Regions from separate parts of the Mus musculus genome. Here regions 2, 3 and 4 are each linked to region 1. A link is a contact called in public promoter capture Hi-C data. All regions are on one chromosome and are shown on one strand. The core of a region is the stretch at or near the end of the contact, and the rest is flanking DNA. Distances in the headings are between cores, read along the strand shown.

What was found. Promoter capture Hi-C pulls out the DNA fragments that hold promoters and counts their contacts.
Region 2: a contact with region 1 is called in a promoter capture Hi-C map of liver, with 5 times the contacts expected there. The contact joins the promoter of Txndc11 here to the promoter of A930007A09Rik in region 1. A contact is called at or near these places in 4 of 39 promoter capture datasets (embryonic stem cells, hippocampal neurons, liver and 1 more) and 1 of 115 datasets of contacts at active chromatin or transcription factors (astrocytes).
Region 3: a promoter capture Hi-C map of hippocampal neurons shows a contact between it and region 1, with 9 times the contacts expected there. The contact joins the promoter of 2610020C07Rik here to the promoter of A930007A09Rik in region 1. A contact is called at or near these places in 5 of 39 promoter capture datasets (the SN4741 cell line, cranial neural crest, hippocampal neurons and 2 more).
Region 4: a contact with region 1 is called in a promoter capture Hi-C map of pre-B cells, with 5 times the contacts expected there. The contact joins the promoter of Spidr here to the promoter of A930007A09Rik in region 1. A contact is called at or near these places in 2 of 39 promoter capture datasets (liver and pre-B cells).

The regions. Positions count from the first base shown.
Region 1 is chr16:13,751,162-13,756,757 of GRCm38.p6, reverse strand. A930007A09Rik (RIKEN cDNA A930007A09 gene) reads right to left here and starts at 2,194. Exons shown (of 1, transcript NM_001357954.1): 1 at 1-2,194. The coding sequence starts at 2,114. The coding sequence ends at 204.
Region 2 is chr16:11,131,590-11,137,185 of GRCm38.p6, reverse strand. Txndc11 (thioredoxin domain containing 11) reads left to right here and starts at 2,654. Exons shown (of 12, transcript NM_029582.2): 1 at 2,654-2,918. The coding sequence starts at 2,677. Zc3h7a (zinc finger CCCH type containing 7 A) reads left to right here. Exons shown (of 23, transcript NM_145931.3): 23 at 1-592.
Region 3 is chr16:11,200,454-11,206,049 of GRCm38.p6, reverse strand. 2610020C07Rik (RIKEN cDNA 2610020C07 gene) reads right to left here and starts at 2,667. Exons shown (of 3, transcript NR_038156.1): 1 at 2,303-2,667. It overlaps Rsl1d1 (ribosomal L1 domain containing 1), which reads left to right and starts at 2,758. Exons shown (of 9, transcript NM_025546.2): 1 at 2,758-2,899; 2 at 3,593-3,732; 3 at 4,620-4,755. The coding sequence starts at 2,795.
Region 4 is chr16:16,143,813-16,149,408 of GRCm38.p6, reverse strand. Spidr (scaffolding protein involved in DNA repair) reads left to right here and starts at 2,558. Exons shown (of 20, transcript NM_146068.4): 1 at 2,558-2,664. The coding sequence starts at 2,632.

The DNA.
Region 1 (5,596 bases), core at 945-3,444:
TAGCAGACATTCAAATGGCTGGTGTCTGAGTCCTATTAGAAAGGGTGACTTTTCCTCACTATCCCCAAAGCTGAAGGGTTTCCAGAACTGTCACACTACTGAGAGTCTGAATGGGTGGCCTTAAAGACAGGCAATGAAGAGTCAGGTTGCTCCTGAGTTAGTTTCAAGCTGGGTGCTGGGAGAGTCTCCAAAGCTTCAGCACTTTAGTTCTTAGGAACCTTCCGGACAGGTGAAGAAATCTGAGAAGTCTGGGCTAAAGAGGCCTGCGGGTGCTGAGTCTGGGCAGACCCAGGTGGCACCCCAGGAACCCCCTTGGCCAAAGTATGGCTCTTAGAAGCTTTATCAGTTTCAGGAGTTTGAGAGGCAAGAGGAAGATTCTGGAGATGGCTTTGTTGGGCCAGAGATCCCTGGATTTGGCTCTGAGAGGTCATGGGTACCACGGGGAAACTGTCAGAGGGCATGGGCACTAGGAAGTGGCTCTGGCTTTCTTCCTGTTCCAGAGGGTAGATCTGAGAGGCCACACTGATCTTAGAGCGCCCCTGAGAGTGGGGGCCCAAAGGCACACAGCTTTCAGAAGATACAGAGGGCAGGATTTGGCTCTGAGAGGTCACAGGTACCATAGATAAACTGTCAGGGATCACCAAGAGATGGCTCTGGCTTTCTTCTCGTTCCAGAGGGTAGATCTTAGAGGCCACACTGATCTTAGAGCGCCCCTGAGAGTGAGGGCCCAAAGGCACACAGCTTTCAGAAGATACAGAGGGCAGGATTTGGCTTTGAGAGGTCACAGGTACCATAGATAAACTGTCAGGGATCACCAAGAAGTGGCTCTGGCTTTCTTCTCGTTCCAGAGGGTAGATCTGAGTGGCCACACTGATCTTAGAGCGCCCCTGAGAGTGAGGGCCCAAAGGCACACAGCTTTCAGAAGATACAGAGGGCAGGATTTGGCTCTGAGAGGTCACAGGTACCATAGATAAACTGTCAGGGATCACCAAGAGATGGCTCTGGCTTTCTTCTCGTTCCAGAGGGTAGATCTTAGAGGCCACACTGATCTTAGAGCGCCCCTGAGAGTGAGGGCCCAAAGGCACACAGCTTTCAGAAGATACAGAGGGCAGGATTTGGCTCTGAGAGGTCACAGGTACCATAGATAAACTGTCAGGGATCACCAAGAAGTGGCTCTGGCTTTCTTCTCGTTCCAGAGGGTAGATCTGAGTGGCCACACTGATCTTAGAGCGCCCCTGAGAGTGAGGGCCCAAAGGCACACAGCTTTCAGAAGATACAGAGGGCAGGATTTGGCTTTGAGAGGTCACGGGTACCATAGATAAACTGTCAGGGATCACCAAGAGGTGGCTCTGACTTTCTTCTCGTTCCAGAGGGTAGATCTGAGAGGCCACACTGATTTTAGAGTGCTCCTGAGAGTGAGAGTCCAAATACACATGGCTGTCAGAGGACATTGCCATCTGAGAATTGCTGTCAGACGCCAAAGGGTAGGTCTGCGAAGTCACTGAAAAGACAGGTTGACTCCTAGAAGTACAAATGGAAAGACCGGTGTGGACAATGCCCAGAGGCAGGCTCTTAGAGGTCTGGACTCTGCTAAACTGATTCAGAACAGCCTCAGGCTTCGCTGAACGGAACAACGCTCTGCCACCCGAGGTTCTGGCGTCGCAGTTCCTTTCTAGCTGCCCCGGGTCCGTAGAGCTGATGCTACTGATCCGCTGGACGACCCGCGGGTGGAGTCGCCGCCGCCGTCGCCGGCGAATCCGCTGAAAGGTGTCGGAGACGCTCCTAAGGGTCAGCGAGAAGCGACGGCTGCCGCTACGGTGCACCCCGCTCTCGCGGGGCGAAGTCCCCCTCAAGGGGTCTTCCGGGAGCGCCTCTATGTTGCCGGTGTACCAGGAGATCCACCACAGGAGACTGACGAAGATGATGATGGAACCCAAATAGAGCAGCATGTCGTAGAACAGCAAGTTGGCGAAGACGCCAGTGAACAGCACTGCCACACCCACCGCGTCGAAGGCGACGCCCAGCCAAAAAAAGTGACTGCAGCGACCCAAGGGCCCGGACTGCATCTCCGCCAAGTCTGTGTTCTTTTGCGGAAGCTCCGAGAGGCTCAACATCTTCCACGCAAACCCCGCCAGAGGACACCAGGCCCAGGGCGCTGCCACAGGCGGGCTTTAGACACTCTCCATGGCAACGCAAGGGGCGGGGCGGGAAGCGGCATTCTGCTCCACACCAGGAAACTGGAGCGGGCCAAGGGAGCTGCGCGTGCGCACGACGACCTGCTGAACCTTCTGCGTTTGCGCCCAGTGCTAGCCCGGGCAGCTTTTCTCAGTCTGGGATCCTTAGGTGTATCAAGAAGTAGAATTTATGGGTAGGGGAGTGGGGGTGGGTGGGTATGGGGGACTTTTGGTATAGCATTGGAAATGTAAATGAGCTAAATACCTAATAAAAAATGGAAAAAAAAAAAAAAAAGAAGTAGAATTTATGACAATGAAACTAGCGGTACCTGGGGCGAGAATCTTCTTGGCCTCAGGTGCAGTTAGCATCTAGTGTTGTTAGGTCTGTACTCCCATCTTCTCTGGTGACTGTTGATAAACTTGCCCAAGGACCTAATAGACCCCATCGCGTGTCCGTCCGTCCGTCCCCCCCCCCACCCCACCCCCCCACCCCCCCACCCCCCCCACCCCCGCCAACCAACCATGTATTGTAGAGGCTGGGAGGGAGAGGGTAGGATGAAAGGAGAAAAAGGTTGACCTTTATGTGTGTGTTTGATGGATTTTAAAACATTTGGTACATTTTAAATAGATTTAGGCCTGTAGTTCAGGCCACATTTACTTAGGCCTATAGGCACACGCCACTATACTTGGAGAAAACTACTCTTAAGCATTTTCAAACGTATAGATAGAAAATTATAAAGGAATAAAGAATGATAGGTTGTCCCTACTTGGCCTGAGCATTCAAGCAATACAAATTGGAATCAGAGGGTTATTAAAGTGTTTTTTTTAAAAGATTTATTTATTTATTATATACACTGTTGCTGTCTTCCGACATTCCAGAAGAGGGTGTCAGATCTTGTTACATATGGTTTGTGAGCCACCATGTGGTTGCTGGGATTTGAACTCAGGACCTTTGGAAAAGCAGTCAGTGCTCTTAACCGCTGAGCCATCTCACCAGCCCCTATTAAAATGTTTTTAAAAAGGTCAGACATGATAGTGCAGGACTTTAGTCCTAGCACTCAACAAGCAGAAGCAAGCAGATCTCTGAGTTGGAAGTCAGCCTGTCCTAACTTGAGAATTCCAGGCCAACCAGGACTATACTGTGAGACCCTGTGTCAAAATGAATGGATGAAAATAAAAAGACCTGAAGGTGTGTCCAGGAAGTTGGAAGTGGATATAATCAAGAAATCTATGTATAAAATTGTCAAAGAATAAAAAGTTAATAAAGTATAAAGATAATTAGAGAAAACAATATGGCAAATGTTCATAATTATAGAATATAGATGAAATAAGTATAGGTGTTCATTATTCAGTTCTTTCCTGTGTTCTTTAGGCTTGACATTTTTCAAAATAGTTGCAGAATTTTATTTTGTAATTTAAATTTTAAGTTATAAACTTATAAACATGAGTAGCAGGTGGGGATGATGGCTCAGTAGCTAAAGACTTGACAGCCTGAGTCCAGTCGCCAGGAGCCACGTGATGGTGAGAGAGAACTGACTTCTGCACATTGCTGTCTGACCTCCAGATGAAAAGAAATAAATCTCTCCCCTTTGGCTGCAGGAGTGTTCAAGGCTGGCAACCAGAATTATCTGCCTAATGATAAAGGGTGCAGCACCATGCCATACGTAGACCGCAAGGTGATAAGCTGGAGTTATCCTTCGTCAGATCCTTTGAAATTAGCCCAGTTTAGCCTGAGGCAAGTCTCTATACTGGAATTAGGAAGGCTTAAATTTGAGTTTCTGACCTGAGTTGAGATCTTTAACCTCCCTTAGCTTTGATCTCCTCTTCTGTAAATGAGAGAACAGGTGCCTATAAGGAGGCTGTGACATGGCCAGTAGATGATGCTATACTGAGAAGTACTAACAGTTGCTCACTGCCAGAGTCTCTCAAGCCATTTCCATTTAGGATCCCTTTATGTGTGAGAAATTGTTACATCACTGTAGGTATATAAACACACACACACACACACATATATATACAATTATATATATGTATATATATATATGTATATATATATATATAAAATCAGGTATACAAGTCAAACACACTCATACATTTATTTAAAAACAAGGGTTTTATTATTACTGTTTTGAGCCGGGCCTGGTGGCGCACGCCTTTAATCCCAGCACTTGGGAGACGGAGGCAGGCGGATTTCTGAGTTCGAGGCCAGCCTTAAACTATTATTACTGTTTTGTTTTGAGATAGCTTCACTGTAGCACAGTTTCGCCTTGAATTCACCATGTGACTGAGGATGACATGATCCTCCGGTCTCTACTTCCAAAGTGCTCAAATTATGGACATAGCCATCATGCCCTGCTATTTAAACAATGCTTTGGTATACATATAATTTTACCATTCATTAGACAAAAGCAAATTGGCATGTTCATCAGATGGATACACATTCTTTTACATAAAGAGTTGAGTCTTGGCTAAATATTTGATACTGTAGGACATAGAGAATCTTCACATTTTCCACGTTTGTTTGTTTGGGAGGGAGAGTATAAGGGCTTAACTATGGTTGTCAGCGGATAACTTAAACTTCTCCCATGTGAATCCTGGGGCCACATGGCTGTCAAACTTAACAGCAAAAAGCTGCTAAGTCATCTCACAGGCCCTTATAGCAGTTTTAAATATTAAGCAATCAAGCCAGGCCGCACAAACCTTTAATCCCAGTACTTGGGAGGTAGAAGCAGGCAGATTCCTGACTTTGAGTCCATCCTGGTCTATAGACCGAATTCCAAGACAGCCAGGGATGACACAGAGAAACCCTGTTCTGCAAATCCAAAATAAGTAAAACAAACAAACCTTCTAACCTTGTGTGGTGTTTAGACTCAGCACTGGGAAGGCAGAAGCATACAGGTTTCTGAGTCTGAGGCTAGCCTTAACAACATAGATCCAGGAAAGCCAAAGGAGACAGTGAGTCCCTGTGTAATGGGAAAAAAAATAGATACTGTAAAAAAGACTTATTGATTTGATACTTTCATGCTGAGGAATGACAATAGGAAAATGCTGAAAGTCTTTGTTCACAGTAATTAAACCATTACCTTTCTTTCTTTCTTTCTTTCTTTCTTTCTTTCTTTCTTTCTTTCTTTCTTTCTTTCTTTCTTTCTTTCTTTTCCCAGACAGGGTTTCTCTGTGTAGCCCTGGCTGTCCTCGAACTCAGAAATCTGCCTGCCTCTGCCTCTGCCTCTGCCTCTCTGCCTCTGCCTCTGCCTCTGCCTCTCTGCCTCTGCCTCTGCCTCTGCCTCTCTGCCTCTGCCTCTGCCTCTGCCTCTGCCTCTGCCTCTGCCTCTGCCTCTGCCTCTGCCTCTGCCTCTGCCTCTGCCTCTGCCTCTGCCTCTCTGCCTCTGCCTCTGCCTCTGCCTCTGCCTCTGCCTCTGCCT
Region 2 (5,596 bases), core at 1,405-3,904, 2.6 Mb after region 1:
CCTCCTGAGCAGCAACCCACAGTAGATAGGAAAAAGGCTGTTTGACAGGCCTGGCTAAGCTCTTGCGGAGCCACTGGCATCAGATGGCGAAGGGACTTGCTGCCAGGTTGCTGTCTGTTGGACAGAAGCTCGGATGAGGTGTGCTGGGGAAGGGGTAAGGTTGAGGATGACTCTGAGGTCAGAGCCACAGCAGTGAGTGTAATGCACAGTGGGATCGGAGTACATGATGGATGAAATTCCTTATGTGTTTTAGTGGAATGAAGTTATTTAATATAATAAAGTCTGCTACTTATCTGTATGTAGGTTGCTAAAAAGGATTTTCTTAACTCAGATTTTTAAGCCAAATAACCATTTAGCACTAGTGTCTGTTAAATGGGTTTTTCTGTATTTGTCTGTCTCACTGTGGCAAGGGAACCGATGATGATCATGCACATCAATATTTGGAAAATAATCAATTGACACAAATTTTATTTCTTGGTCTTTTGCTGTTTAAATAATGATTTTTGAAAGATTCAACTTGTACTGCTGGTATTGTGTAGTGTATGGACCAATATTGCTTGTAATAAAAGATCTTACATAGAGATGACTTTCATAGTTTTGGTGTGGTCCTTTCTCCTTCAGGAGTTATTGGAACTGGGTTTTAGAGAGGTTTTGTTTGCTTTTTGGTGTGTGGGGTGCTGGGGCTTAAGCCTAGCACCTTGTCTGTGTTAAGTGGACACTGTGCCTTTGAACATAGAAATAGCTATGAACAAGACACATAGAAAAGCTCGTCTCCCTGCAGCCCTGATAGCTTTCAGAGGCAGGGAGCAGCAAGGAGGGAGGAAAGCAGCAGGGCAGTGGTTGGTGGGCCAGGGTGCTCAGCATGCTGCCTGTGAGGCAGGGGCTCCACGAAGAACCAGTCTGTTAGTTGCCTGATCAGAATCACTTCCTCAGGACGAAGCTCAAGAGGTAGGATGCTGAGAAGCCTAGGAAAGAGTTTGGGCAAACTGCAGGTTGTTAAGGTGAGTAGTGTGTGGGGTGGGGGTGGGAGATGGGGGTCACCTCCAGGACTCTGGTGATAGTATGGAAAACTAATACTAACTGGCACATGTTAGGACTTGGTTATCTCCATTGGGTGGTTTTGTTAAAATAATCTTACAATTTTATGTGTACAACATTATAACCAGTGCCCATGGAGGTCCGATCCCCTAGCACTAGAGCTATAAACTTTTATGAGCCTCGTGTGGATGCTGGGAATTGAACACTGGTCTTCTAGAACAACCAGTGCTCTTTTAATCACTGAGCAATCTCTCCAGCCCCACATAGGAAACATTTGATCTAGATTATTTTGCCCTCCCTACCAACTTTACAAAAAGATTTTATTTTTAATTATATGTGTGTGTACCTTGGAGGACATCAGATTACCTGAAGTATGAGGTAGTTCACTACCTGTAATTTAGAACCAAACTTGGGTTTTCTGCAACAGCAGTATTCTTACTACTGAGCCTTGTCTCCAGCCCCAACCAAAACTTTATTTTGAAATAGGGCCTTGCTAAATTTCATAGTCTGGCCTTGAAAACTCTATGCAGTCCTGGTACAAGTGGTCCTCTGGTTTTCTCGAGTGGTTGGGACCACAGTTGTGTGCCACTAAGCCTGGTTTAAAAAATTATACACAACTCATATAAACCTAATTTTGGGAGGAAAAATGAAGATAATTCACCCTGTATCTTAGGCTGGCCTTGCATTCTTATTGCTTGGAGGCGTGAGGCAGACAATGTCCTGACTCCAATACTTTCCAAACTTTAATCACGTCTGCTATGTTTCTGTGGATTTGCCCATCAAGCATGGGTCATAGAAATGGGATTACACAATATACATCCATCCTTTTACTTAGAGCTGGGTTCTTTTGTTGAATGTAATTACCACTTATCAGTACTTGTCTCAAGGTTTCTACTGTTGTAATAAACACATGAACAAAAGCTACTTGGGGAGGGAAGGGTTTGTTTTGGTTACACTTTACCATCATTGAAGGAAGTCAAGGTAGAATCCTGCAAGCAGAAACTGAAGCAGAAGGCATGCAGCGTTATTACTACCCCATTACAGAGCAGCCCGGTCTCCGTTTTATTACTGTGTCCTCCAGTCCTTCTCGCCTCTGCACGAGGCCTCCCCGCCCCACTTTCTGAAAAGCAGAGATAACAAACTGCACCCATGTCCTGAAGGGTCTGTCAACAGTGTTGACGCACTAGCGACAATCTGAGCCCTAACAGTACCCGGAAGGGCCGACCAACGGAAGGACTCGCTAAGGAGACACCACCAACTAGCTTCCGGACGCGAGGATGTAGCGTCAGCGCAGTGAATGAAGGACAAGGTCTAGCTTGAGTGACTGCAAGCCTGCGCAGAGTCGCTACAAGAGAGGCGGGACCGGTGGAAGGCTGACGCGGCCGCGAGTGCTGCGAGCACCCGCGCAGACTCCATGGGCTCGAGGGCGTGGCCCCCAAAGGGCGTGGCTTCGCGGGAAGCCGGCATTCGCGCAGGCTCCGAGTCGGAGGGCGGGGCATCTCTGAAGTGTGGCTGACGTGGAGAGTCCGGGTTAGTGAGCGCCGCTGGCTGCGAGGTCCGGGAGTGACGTGCGGGGCCGGGTCCCCGGGCCCGAGGTGGCGGCAGCGACGGTATAAAGCCGGCCACGGGGAGCATGTAATGTCGGAATGCGGAGGCCGCGGCGGCGGCGGCGGGAACAACAGCGAGGACGCCGAGGACGAGGGTGGCGGCCCCAAGGGCTCAGGCTCCCTCAGCCCTGCCGGGGCGGCGGCGTCCTTGGAGGGCCGGATCCGCCGCGGCTTGCGCGGCGCCTCGCTTATGGCGCGCCAGCGGCCAGAGCTGCTGTGCGGGGCCGTGGCTCTCGGCTGCGCCCTGCTCTTCGCCCTCAAGTTCACTTGCAGGTGAGGCTGCCGGGACTCAGGCTCCGCGGCCAGAGCTATGCCACCCCGGCTGCGCGGGGCCAGCTCGGGGCCTCCGGGGTCGAGGGTTGTTTGTCTTCCTCGGGGAAGTCGAGCCTGACCTTGCCTGCGACCACAGGCTTGACCTTCCCGGCGGCCGCGGTCCCCCACTCTCCTAGTTCGGCGTGGAGGCGTTTCCAGGGTGCTGCTCTATATCAATTATGTACCGAGGGCGTTTGGCCCTGTTTCTGAGCTGCTTCTCACCTGTTGGGGTCTCTCGGGGTGCACATGTCAATTCTTGCTCAGGCTATAATGCTCAGTTTTAATTCATTCCATTTTCCTTAATGCTTGCAGTGTGATGATTCACAAGCCATTTAGGGGTCTTAGTCGCTTTTGGGAATCCAGGCAAGCCTTTGATATACTGACAGTGCACGTTTGTACTGAGCACCCGTTAATGCTGAAGACAAAAATCCCCGTTCCCTGGAGTTCTCATTGAAGTGATGATATACAATAAACAAACACTTCAGAGACCTTAATAAGTGCTATGCAGGGAATAGAAGGATGAGGTTGGGTAGGGCAGAAAGGGCCTTCATAGGAAAATGGCATTAGCCACTTACACAAGGAAAGGAAGGGGCAGAGGTGGAAGAGCTGGGGTAAGAGCTATTACAAAACAGTTAAGTGCAAAGATCTGGAGTCTGAGCAAGCTTGGTCTTTTTGTGAAACTTGGAAAAGGCCTGAGTAGGCTGGAGTTTAGGAAGAATGGAAGCTAATGTGCATCTTTTCAGAAAATTGTGTAGATAGATACAAAGTTTATATTTCAATTATACTCCTTGCCTCAGATCATCAGTATATCATTTGACATTGCAGTTTATAAAATCTGTTATCACTTGACATATCCTCTTGGCACTTCTGTCCAGAGGGAGATTTATGTGGGCACAGATTGAGTGTAATGAACACAATATGAGATCCCTGAGGTCAAGATGGGCCAAAAATTAGGAGTTTTAGGGGGAAGAGACTCGTTTTTTTAGTGTTTGCAATGTGTTAGGTGCTATGCTAAAGTGTTTAAAGCCAACTAAAAGTGTTTGTCACCACACCTGGCCTGGAGTTTGAATCTTGAGCAACTAGACTGGTACTGTCTTTATAAGGAAAATACAGAAAGTATTTTACAAGGTGGAATGTTGCAACCTGTCATTTGGATTCATATTAACAGTCCTTTTCCCACGTCAAGGAATTGATTTACTTCAGTTTGCCCAGCTGTGAAAACAGTGCTCAGTGTTTGATCTGAGACACGTGACTTGGTGGGTGACCTCTGAGAGAAGATTGAAGAGTTTAAATCAGTCTGAGGAGCTGTCAGGATGAGCTCCTCAACTGCTTTTGGCTGGGAGAGAGAGCCTGCAGCCTCACTTCCTCAAGCATCTTTCTATGGTGCTGGCAATGGGACAGCCCTTTTAATAAACTCAGATGAATTTTTAAGGACTTTGTTTGATAGGATGGTGTTAAGATATTATGGTACAACTGACCCTGACATCTTTGTTGCTCTTTCCTTAAGATCTTTAATAAGGACAGAGGCTTCAGGAAGAATATATCAGGTCTGTTTTTCAAATTTAATTTTATTCATAGTACAACTCTGAAATAAATGACTGCCCTCCTCAGTGTTGAGTGCTTAGCTTAGTTCAGAGTAGGTGGTCTATAAGAAGGTGAATTTGGAGTTGAACCACAGTGAGTTACTGTGGGTGTTCAGGGCCTCTGATCTTTGCCCACTTCTGTTTATGGGCACTCAGTCTCCATGAATCCATTCTGCTTTCTTTTCTGTGTTTGTTTATTAGGAGTAAAGTGGCATTGTGTATAGTTGCCTTTAGGAGGGAGATTTAAGGTATAGATTTCATTTCAATCGAATTTACAAGCTAGCAGTATGGCTTAGTGGGCAAAGCACTTAACTGCACAAGCCTGACAATGTGAGTTTCATCTTCGAGCTCACGGTGGAAGCAGAGAACAGATTCAGGTTATCTTTGACTTCCATGGGAATGCCTGCACTCACACACATGTGCACAGGCAGTAAACAATAGCTTTTTCTTTTTTTTTCTCCTAAGACAGGGTTTCTCTGTGTAATCCTGGCTGTCCTGGAACTCACTGTGTAGACCAAGCTGGCCTTATACTCAAGAGATCCACCTGCCTCTGCATCCCTGAGTGCTGGGATTGAAGGCCTGGGCCACCACACCTGGCCATCTTTTTTGTTTTTAAACATGCCTTTATTTTTCACTACCAATTCTTGTTTTTGTTTGTGCTACACAAACTTAAGAGTTGTAGGAAGTCTCTGATTTACATGTAATTTTTGAAAAATGTAAAGCAAAACTTGAGAGATTGATGAAAAGGGTCTGTGGTAGAGCAGAGGGCCGTGTTTCTCTTTCCTGGCTGTTTAGTTTTTGTTTGGTTTGTGTTTTATCTGACTTTTAACTTTAAGAACTCCTCTGCACCTGTAAACAAATAATAAGTTGATGTCACCTGGATTTATCCCCAGATTGCATTATTTTATGCTAAGCGTGCAGGTTTTCTTTTTGTTTCTTTTTGGGCCTAGGCCTCATGTAGTCCAAGGTGATTTCAGACTCCTGATCCTACTGCCTTCTCCACTCAAGTGCTTTCATTACAGGTGTGTATAACCATGCTTGGCTTTAAATAAAACA
Region 3 (5,596 bases), core at 1,418-3,917, 2.6 Mb after region 1:
GGTTACAGGTCTGATGGCAGGTATCTGGACCCACTGAGTCATCCCACCAAAGAACTCATTCCGGGGGGTGGGTATGGGGGACCTTTGGGATAGCATTGAAAATGTAAACGAGGAAAATACCTAATAAAAAAAAAATTAAAAAAAAAAATTAAAAAAAAAAAGAACTCATTCCAATAGCTTCCAAATCTGTTCCTTTTTCTTCATTTTTAAATCTTATTAATAATTATTAGTATTGCCCATTTGTCCAGTAATTCATGCTCAGGAATTTGTGGATTATCTAGGTTTCCATGTATCTCCAAGGCTTTATTTTGAAATGGTCTCATGTTGCTTAGACCGGCCTTAACCGTGCCAGGTGGCTAAGGCTTACGTTGAAATCCTTAATCCTATAATTCTGAGTGTTGGTGTTAGGGATGTGAGCCGCCAAGCCCACACTGCAGACTATTATTCATCAAACTGAGGGATGAAGAGAAAAGACTTACAAATAACTCTCTTTGTCTTAGAAGTATTCAATACTGAGAAAGGAAATACAAGGGCAAGCTGAGGGCATCATATGAGATCATGGTAAAAATGGTGAATGGGAGGTACAAAAGTTCAAATATTAATTATACAGTTGAATATGTGAGTGGGAGGGCTATAAATTTCTATCAAATACCTATTGATAGAGAACGGCAGCTAAAATTAGCAAAGGCTTATTTGTGTTTTATGAGAAAGCTAGGAGCAGCACAGCTAAAGGGCTCTGACTTGGAGTCTCTCTTGTGTCTACAAAGAAGGCTTTCCTTCCACCTTCATGCATGTGGTTACTAGCTGGCTGCCCACGTAGTCTCACAGCATAGCATCTGGCTTCCCTCTCTCTAGGGAGGGCCACCTTACAAATGAGTGAATGAGAGGGAGTTGTAAAGACAAAAATTACACGCCTAACAGTAATCATAAGTCTAATTTCAGAAATGACACTGAGATGAGAGTATTGTTCTGTAGCCCAGAATGTAAGTGAAGTTTGGTAACTAGGCCCCCTGTCAGTTTTAAAAGCCTATTTCTTCAATTTTGCAATTCTTTGGCTCTAGACACTTACTGTTTCCAATCGCCTCAAGGATCTATCATCTGAATTCATGGAATTTCCTTGGCTCAAAAGTCTGGTGCTTGGGGCTGGAGAGATGGTGTCAAGAGTACTGCTTGCTCTTCCAGAAGACTACAGTTTGATTCTCAGCATTCGCACGGTGGTTTCCAACCATCTGTAATTCTAGTTCTAAGAGGATCTACACTAGCACTTCCCACATGTGGTGTACAGATACACAGGCAAGTAAAACATATACATAAAATAAAAAAGCCCTACTCCCAGCACTGGGAGGCAGAGGCAGGCAGATTCCTGTGAGCTAAAGGTCAGCCTGGCCTACAAAGTGAGATCCAGGGCAGCCAGGGCTGTTACACAGAGAAACCCTGTCTCGAAAAACCAAAAACGTCTGGTTCTCAAACTTGAATACAGGCAAGAGAACACCTAAGACCACCAATGCTCTTTGGAGTGTGTTAGCCTGCATACCTCAAGCCCAGTGTAGCAAGTCACTGCAATATGTTAAAAGTCCATCTTATACTAGATTCTAAATAGCCAAGTAGAAGCAGGTGCCAAGGACTTGTATTCTACAAGTTAAATTAGGACAAGGTCCTCCCTCAACAGACACTAGCAGAGCATGGTCCCTTCACAGGAGCACTTTTGGAAGACATCTGACAATGGAGAGCATTTTATTCCCACACAGCTAGCTGAACCTGTCACTATCCTTAACATTCACATAAAAATTTCTAAATAAATTATGTAACTGTGCCGGTACAAGGTGGGGGCAGGGGACTCGCTCACTCTTGTAAATCTAGCATCTGAGACGTAGAGGAGGAGGCTCACTCGGGTAACCCTGGGTGATATAGGAAGAGTTTGACTTAAGTGGGGGCGTATTGGTGGATGCTTTTAATCCTAGCACTCTGAAACCTGAAGCAGGAGGATCTCAGTGAGTTCGAGGTCAGACCTGTCTATATAGAGTTCCAGAATAGCCAGAATTGCCATAATAGAGACCCTGTCTCAATAATAGAGACCCTGTCTCAATAATACTCTGTCTCAATAGAGGCTCTGTCTCGAACTAATCGAAAATAAAAACTGGTGGTACTATTGAGAGCTCCCTGAACTGACTGAGAACAACCTCGAATACGGGGTATTGGGCACGGTCACCACAGTGGGCATGCTTGGCAACTACTCATAGGACGTTCTGGCGTATTCTCTCCTACACTAAAGTTATCCCTTCACACTCACGCAAGGTCTTACCTGGGCCGAAGCTCCTGAGAGACCGACTCATTTTTTCGTTTCTCGCGCAGCATCCCGCGCCTAGCGTTGGCAGTTTCTCTTTATTTCCTGGGAATACCACCAATTTGGGGAAACCGACGCCTGAAGCCAGAAAGGAATGGAGGAGCCACGGCTTCCCGCTCTGCAGAAGACAGCACGGGATTGAAGAGAGGGCTTTAGTCTCTCCTTAGGGCGCTCGCTCGGTGTCCTCCGGAAGGAGCGACAGGGTTTTTCAGGCCTGCAGCCTTAGAAAGAGTCGGAGGCAAAGGAGATGCTGCCGCTAGAATAACTCTGGGCACAGTCTACGACCGCAACACCATCTACCCAAGAGGGCGGGCCCAACATCTAATTTCGCGCCTCGCCGGAAATGACGTGATACCCCTCCCCCTCGCAGTGTTACTGACTGCTTTCCGGTTCCGGGCCTCCGGGCTGCGCATGAGCTCTGACTTCTACAGGCCTTCCACACGAGGCGACATGAAGGGCTCTGCGTCCGAATCTCCCAGTGCCTCGGTCGCTGAGGCGACCACCACCGACGTGCAAGTGACCCCGACCGCTCTTTTACAGCTGGACAGAGAGCAGGCGAGTGGCTTTTGGGGACGACGATTCGGGAAGCAGGGTGGTTAGGACCCGCGTTCGGCGCAGGGTGTGGGGCGAGAGGCTGGAAATGAAGTGGGCCCGCGACCGCGTGGGCTCTCCGGAGCTCGAGGCTGGCCTCTGGGAACGCACCCAGCGGGCTCGCTCTTCTCACACTTCTGGCCTGTTTGCCTCCTGTGGAAAGCGGGCTTCTGCGCTCGGTTCTGCAGCATCACAGGTCATGTGTCCGTGCACAAAGTGTTGGTAGCAGGGCCAACGCGCCTTTCCTGACCGCTTCCTTTCTCATAGAGGGCAGGAGAAGCTTCCGAATAGTCCTCTTACGTAGAAAGGACAACCTGTAAACAGATTTTGGAAGCAAGTCCTTAGATGTTTTAGACGGGTTCTTACATTGCAATGGGTACAAATTGTAATATCCCGATACGCTGATGAAATTTGCCCAATAGAAAGAGGAGCGCCAGGCTTTGTGGCGCACGCCTTTAATCCCAGCACACGGGAGACAGGCGAATCTTTTGAATTCGACGCCAGCCTGGACTAAGTATTCCAGGTTGGCCAGAGCTATATAGGAAAACCCTCTCTTGAAACGCCCCCCGCCCCCCAAAGGAGCAAAGGAAGCAGATATGTCTGTGTGGGAGCAATTAACATAGATTGAGAAAATTAACTTATTCTCTGTCTCTGCAGATTAGAAAGGCAGTGGAAGTAATATCTAATCGCTCAAAGTCCAAAAAAAACAATAATGAATTGCTGTTGAGTGGGAGCGAAAATTTATTTTTAATGGTGATATTATGGAAAATTCCAGAGAAAGAACTTCGGGTCAAAGTGTAAGTAATTATTTATCTCTTGAGAGTTGTTTGGTTGGATTTTTTTGTTTTTTGGCTGTTTTTTTTTTTTAACATTTATTTATTTTATGTATGTGAGTATACTGTTGCTGTCTTCAAACACACCAGAAGAGGGCATCAGACCTCATTACAGATGGTTGTGAGCCACCATGTGGTTGCTAGGAATTGAACACAGGATCTCTGGAAGGGCAGTCAGTGCTCTTAACCGCTGAGCCATCTCTCCAGCCGCCCACCCCCTTTAATTTTTAAAACTCAGAGTGTGAGTGTAAGAATGTGGGCCACATGTGTCCAGTGCTTGCAGAAGCCAAAAGAGGATGTCAGACCACCTAGACTGCAGAGATAAGAGGTTGTGAGCAGCCCAGTGTTGGTACAGGTGACAGAAATCAGATCTCCTGGGAAAGCAGCAAGTGCTCTTAACTGCTGAGTGTGTACAATCCTGCATTTGGTCTCTCTAGCCCAATATTTTCTCTTTTAGAGCCAGAAGTGGCAGAGGCAGGCAGATCTCTTGAATTCGAGGCCAGCCCTATCTTCAGAGCGTATTCTAAGACAGAGAAACAATGACATGAAAACAAATAACTAAAAATATTTTTAAAGAGCATTTATTTGTGTTTGTCTGTCTGTCTGGAGTATTGGGTGCACGCATGTGGCAGTCAGTGCCATTTCTCCCTACCATGTTGGTCCTGGAGCTTGAGCTCTGGTTGTTAGGCCTGGCACTGAGCACAGGTTTTCACCCACTGATTCATCTGGCTTGCCTGCATGTATTGTATGTTCTCCTTAGCTCTCCTAGGTCAACAATGACCTTGAATGAGAGTAAGCATGTGTTGTGAATAACCCACGTACTTTCTGGCCTTTTTTGTCGTGTTTTGCAGACCTTTGCCTCATAGCATTCTCTCCGAATCCTCAGATGTATGTCTCTTCACAAAAGATGAATTCGATTCACCTGAACAGACAGAAGGTTTCTATAAAAAGCTTTTGAAAAAACACGGAGTTAACACTATCTCTCAGGTAGGTGTGCTGATGCGTTGAAGTCCTTTCAAAGACTTCATAGAAATGAAGTACGATACACTGCTGTAATTCTTGATCTTTCAGGTCTATTTTCATTGTAATTTTATTTTATTCTTTTATGGCTATGATGTGTGTTCCTAACATGCATGCACCGTGTGGATGCAGGTGTCTTCCATGGCCAGAAAAGGGTTTGAAGTCTCCTGGAGTTAGGGTTTCAGGTGGTTGTAAGCTGCCTGATTGGTGTGGGAAATAAAACGCAGGTCCTTCAAAAGAGCGTCAAGTTCTCTTAACTACCAAGCCATCTCTCCAGCCCGTTTTTCTCTTTTTAATGTAATTGCCACTGTAATGTCATTGTTGGCTGTATTTGCTTTTGCTAAAGGTGGTATTCTGATTGGTGTCTGAAAAGCTAAATGCATGTCAGATTTCATATCTTATTTTTAGTTGTCTTGAGCAGAGTGCCTAAGGGAGAATGGGGTTCCCCGCAACTGGAGTTGTAGAAGGTTGTTTTCATGTGTTCTAAGAGCAGTCGGCTCCAAAGCACTGAGCCATCTATACTCCCGTTGCAGATTGCTTAAAAACCTAATTTTTTGTGTACTTGTAGAGCATCACATGTCTGGCTCTGGCTTGTGATTATTTGTTTATATTTGTAGTCTGTTTCTTTATATTTCTCCTGGTAGTAGGAATTGAATCCAAAACTTTACACATGTTAGATCAAACTTACACATGCTAGACTCTACCCCAAACTTGAAATGTAGACCAGGCTAGCCTCTAACTCAGAATAGATTTAACTTTTACACCTCTATATCAAGTGCTGCTACCTCCCCACCCACAATACCCTTGC
Region 4 (5,596 bases), core at 1,309-3,808, 2.4 Mb before region 1:
TAGCTATCAGCATTAAAAAAAAAAACACACACACACACACACACAACCATAGCCCTGAGAACAAACTATAAAGAATGACTATCCTGAAATGCACACAGCCATGGCTTTCATGGATCTCTCCTTGATTGGATTATCAATTTACATAATCATCTTATTCTTGCTTAAGCCTAGCATTTCAATCTTGTAAAATTTGTGTCACCTAGGACATGCAACCATTTCAAACTAAACTCTCTGTGGTGCAGGATTCCAACTATTTCCTTCTATAGAAAATACATAGTCTCTTTCCCAATCAACAGATAAGGTTGGGAGTTTTGTGGTCCTTTTTAGGTAGGTCTGCGCCTCTCAGCCTGGAATTGGCTGTAGAGGATTCATTGATCATAATTGTGCTTGCCAAAAAGACATTTGGGATCCCAGCTCTCAGGAAGGAATTATGGCAGGAGAGAACAGACTAGAGAAAATTATATCAATATTAATATATAAAAGAAATCAATAAGCAGAGAATGGCAAGAAGCCACCCCCAACCTGGTATTCATTCAACAAATGGAATATATTCATTGAAAGCCCAAACTTGTATGAATATTGTACATAACCCATAAAAAGTGATAGGCCTCTGACCCAGTGTATCTGGAACACACTTGTTTGTTTGTTTGTTTGTAGCTCACTCTCATTCTTGGGAGTGTTTCAAATTTTTACATAGACTATATCTGTATTTCTAATCACAGAGCCATGGTCCAATTCATTGCAGTAGGACACAAGAACCTATATACTTCAGCAGGCATTCCTGGAACACTCCAGTAGACCTCACATCTATATCTATAAAAGTTTGGATAGAAATATTCAGGGAAGGTGAGAGTTATAAGAGGAAGTGACAAGCTAGCATTGTATTAGTGCTGCAGAAGGACTACAAACCAATAGCAAAACCACATATTCTAGAAAGACTAAGAAAACTATTCCAAGAGAAAACTAAACTTGGTGTTTCCTTTCACGTAGCCTAAGACAGCCTTGAATTCACTACTTTTGGGAATTTGGGAAAATTGTAATTCTCTAAAATATCAGCCCATGGGAAAAGAAGGGCAGGATTTTTTTTTTTTTTTGCAACTCGGACTTTAAAAACAAACAAACAACAACAAAACAAATATTATTTTGCCATGTGCGGTAGTGCACAGCAGTAATCTCAGCACTCAGGAGGCAGAGACAGGAAAATCTCTGAGTTGAGGCTAGCCTGGTCTACACTGTAAGTTCTAGGATAGTCAGGGCTAAGTAGTGAGAGACCCTGTCTCAACAAACACAAACAAACAAGCTAACCAGTGGAAGAAACAAACAGAAACCCAAAGCAGACAGAAAACCCCACTGTCTTGTGTTACGTCAGTAAGCCAGTCATTTTGTCCTTTTTTCTCCTATGCTGTAGTCCCCCTTTGCAGAATGGCATATCAAAAACTGCTCCACTTGCAGTAGTATTTTTAATTCATTAAGGGCCTTGTTTCCCACTCTGCCTATCTTTCAGTTAGAGAATAAAGTCACCACCCAGGCTCTAAGCTCCTCTTCTGTACACATCTGTAAATACAACTTTCTGAGAATCCTTTCCATTGTCCACTCCAAGTTTTCAACAATATAGTTTATTTAATATTTTCTTCAATATATATCTTTATAGAATATGCCTCCGCTAATCTAGTTTCTACTTAAGTCCCATGCAAACACATTCTTGACAAGGACTTATTTAGTGTTTTTTTCGACACTAGAAACCCTGTTAATCCAGTTTCCACTCAAGTAGCAGCTCTCTGTCCTGCTGGTTTGAACATACATAGACAACTATGTCCTAGCGCTTTAAAACATCCAAGGAACGGCTTCATCTTCCACATTAAAATGTTCCCTGAACCAGCATCTAGAAATTTAAGAATGTAAGCTCTCTGGCTTTTCCCAGATCTATAGTATGTGAAACCTACTTTATAACAAATCCAACTAGTGTTCCTATAGTTTTTTTTTTTAAATAGGAAATCTTTGCTCTTGATATTTATGAATTTTATATTTAAGAATTCCTCATTAGTTAGAGAAGTACTATTCCTTTTCCTGGCTTACTTATGTTTTATTACTAATTAACAATAATTATTGAATTCTAGTTTACGGCTGCCAAGCCAACGACCACCATATCCCAGAACTCACTTGGCTCACCTCCCACCCTTACTTGTGTTACATCATTTTCCATATAAATAAGGAGAACACCCCCTCCTCGCTCTCTTCTCTTCTCTCTCTGCCACTCCCTTATCTCTCCCTCTCAATAAAACCTCTTCACGTTGAACTGCCTGGGCCTAGTGTGCTTCTTGGTGACCCGCTATTCTAACACATCACTGGTTACTGCTCTAAGGCTTTGCTTAGCTAGGAGAGAGGATGACCTGTAGATCAGCTCTCAGGCTCCCTAAAGAGCGAGAGGAAGAGCCTAGACAGCAGCTCCCTCAGTTTGAGCCCGTGGAACTTGAGACGACGGCTTTCGCAAGGGGCGGGGCGCGGGAAGGGGCGTCTCCGGAGGAAAGGGGGCGGGGCGCGGGAAGGGGCGTCGCCAGAGGGAAGGGGGCGGGGCGCGTGATGGGCGGCTTCCGGATGGGGCGGCGAGCAGGAAGACTGTGCACGTAGGAGATGTCTGGAGCCCGCCGCCCCGGCACGTCCAAGGTACGCTGTGCTGTTGCTATGAAAGCAGAGGGCGGGCGTGTAACCTCTGTGGGCTTCTCGTGCCTGTCCCTGGTCCGGTGAAGGGAGCTGGTGCGCCCAGTCTGACCGGCACGAGCCCGTTGGTGGCGGTCGGTCTAGGCAGGGTTCCCTCGCTCTGCCTCTGCCCAGGTCTGCTGAATGGTCCTGGGAACCAAGCGGGTGGGTGGCTGACAGGGAGGACGAATTGATTCGGAGTGAGTGTGAGCTGGCGTCTGGCAGTTCATTTGCCTCCGTTTTATTTTGTTGCTTAACACACCAAGACAGTAGTGGGTATTGGAGTATCTCTTCTGTCCCAGGCATCTTTTGCTACACTTTGCTTTCCCGCCTAAACTTTCTGAGAGGCGTGCTTCTCCCGTGTCTCCCGCAGTCCCTGTATACTGTAGGCACTGTTGTAGGAACTGTTACATGGATGAAATTTAAGCGATCCTCTACATTTCTCCGACATTGTGTTTCTCTTGGATCATATTTTGCCTTTTCAAAGTTCCTCACTTACAGATGATTATTTCATAATACTCAAAATTTAGAACAGCAAACGGTGCTTCATTCCCTCACCTGCTCTTCCTTTCACTAAATGCTAAACTCCCTTAACACTACCATTCGTACTTATTTCTCAGATAGCCTTGAAAGATGACACTGTGAACTTTGTAACTTATTTAGAGAGTAAAAGCACGTATAACTTATGATTTAAAAGACTAATTTAAATTTCAGGAAGACTAAAAGATGAAAAAATCAAGGAATTAAAACATTTCTACATCTAACATAAATTAGTTCTTGCAGCCCTCGATACCCTTGCTAACTGTATACATTTATTTAAGCGTCCCTAAAGTCCTGATTCACTCTTATAGCTGCTCATTCACTTCTCCTAACTGCCCAGCTCCAAATTTTGACTTTGTGCCTATTCTCAACAACTTTTTTTTTTTTTTTTTTTTCGAGACAAGGTTTCTCTGTGTAGACCAGGCTGGCCTTGAACTCAGAAATCCTCCTGCCTCTGCCTCCCGAGTTCTGGGATTAAAGGCGTGCGCCACCACGCCCGGCTTCTTTTCTTTTCTTTTCTTTTCTTTTCTTTTCTTTTCTTTTCTTTTCTTTTCTTTTCTTTTCTTTTCTTTTCTTTTCTTTCTTTCTTTCTTCTTCTTCTTCTTCTTCTTCTTCTTTTTTTTTTTTTTTTTTTTTTTGGTTTTTTGAGACAGGGTTTCTCTGTATAGCCCTGGCTGACCTGGAACTCACTTTGTAGACCAGGCTGGCCTAGAACTCAAAAATCCGCCTGCCTCTGCCTCCCAAGTGCTGGGATTAAAGGCATGCGCCACCATGCCCGGCGCCTTTTCACAACTTTAAGAGTTTGCCCTGGACTGCGATTTTTAGCTGTCACTACAGCATAAAGAAATTACAGTGTGTTATGAAACCATTTGTTTAGCTTATCAGGGCCCTAGCAATTTTTCCTAACTTAGAAATCTGTTGTTTTTGTTATTTCTTTCTGCCCTCTTCATTTTATTAGTTTCCAATAGCTTTTCTTTTCAGTAGTTGTGTTACTTAACTGTTATGTAAAGATTGTCTCAAAAGTGAAGCAGCTTTCCACAAGTATTGCTATCAGGATTCTGACTGTAGTTTAAGCTTATGGTTGTAGCTTCTCCCAAGACTTCTCCAGAGAAGTCTTCTCCCAAATTCACTGAGGTAGGGGCCAGGGTGGTGGTGGTTGTGGTAAGTTTCAGTTTGTTAGTTCCATAGGATGGCTCACAACTTTGTCAACAGCAAATGAGACAGGATCTCATGTCACACAGGCCGACTCTGAATTACTCATCTTTGATCTACATTTCAATTTCTAGGATTACAAGTAGCATATGCCACCACACCTGACTTTCATTTAATTAATTAACTGGTTGGCTAATTAATTTGCTTTTGGTGGAGGGAGCAGGGCTTATGGCAGGTTATGTATACTTAGTGTTTTAACTACATCGTTATGCCTTGGAATAGTTTCTTTACTGGACTTGTGTTTCATGCTCTGTTCGTTTCTTTTGTCTGAGTGTGTTTTTCCTTAGTTTGGAGAAGATCTTGTGGTCTATGGCATTCACCTGGGATTCTTCTTCCGCATCTATTACAATTATTTGAAAGCTTGATCTTTTCATTGTATCCCAGATTTCTTGGTGTATTCCTTTCCTGTGAGTTAAAAAATTCATACTCTTTGCTTTTTGGGGGGTTTAGAGTCCCTACTTTGTCTTCCAGTCCCGATCTTCTGTCCTCTGTTTGATTCATTTCTACTTGTTAGGCTTTCCTTTGAGTTTTCCAGTTATGTTATTGAAATTTCAGTTTATCTTCACTTCAGTTTGAGGGACCTACAATGTTTTTGTGTCCTTATTGAATCCAGTTTTCTTTCTGGTTCTGGCATTTAATTACTGAGTATTGAGTATTATAACTATGTTTTGCCTTGTACTGAAATGCCAGCTATTGGTAGTTTCCCCTTTTTGGACTCCTTCCAGATATCCCCTACCTCTTTGCTCTTTCCCAGAACCACTCCCTCTTCATTTCATCTTCAGAAAGGAGCAGGCCTCCAAGAGGTAACAGTCAAACAGGACAAGACAGGATTAAAAAAGACAAGATGAAAGCCCTCGTATAGAGGCTGGACAAGGAAACAATAGGAAGAAAAGAGTTCCAAGCATAGGCAAAAGAGTCAGAGACACACCTGCTCCCATTGTTAGGAGTCCCACAAACCCATGAAGCTAACAGCCATAACATATATGCAGAGAACCTGCTGCAGACCCATGAAGGCCCCATGCTTGCTGTTTCAGTCTCTGTGAGTTTATGTGAATCTTACTTAGTTGGGTCATGTTCTCCTGGTGTCCTCTGTCCCCTCTGACTTCCACAATCTTTCCTCTCCCTTTTCTACTGGGTTCCCAGATCT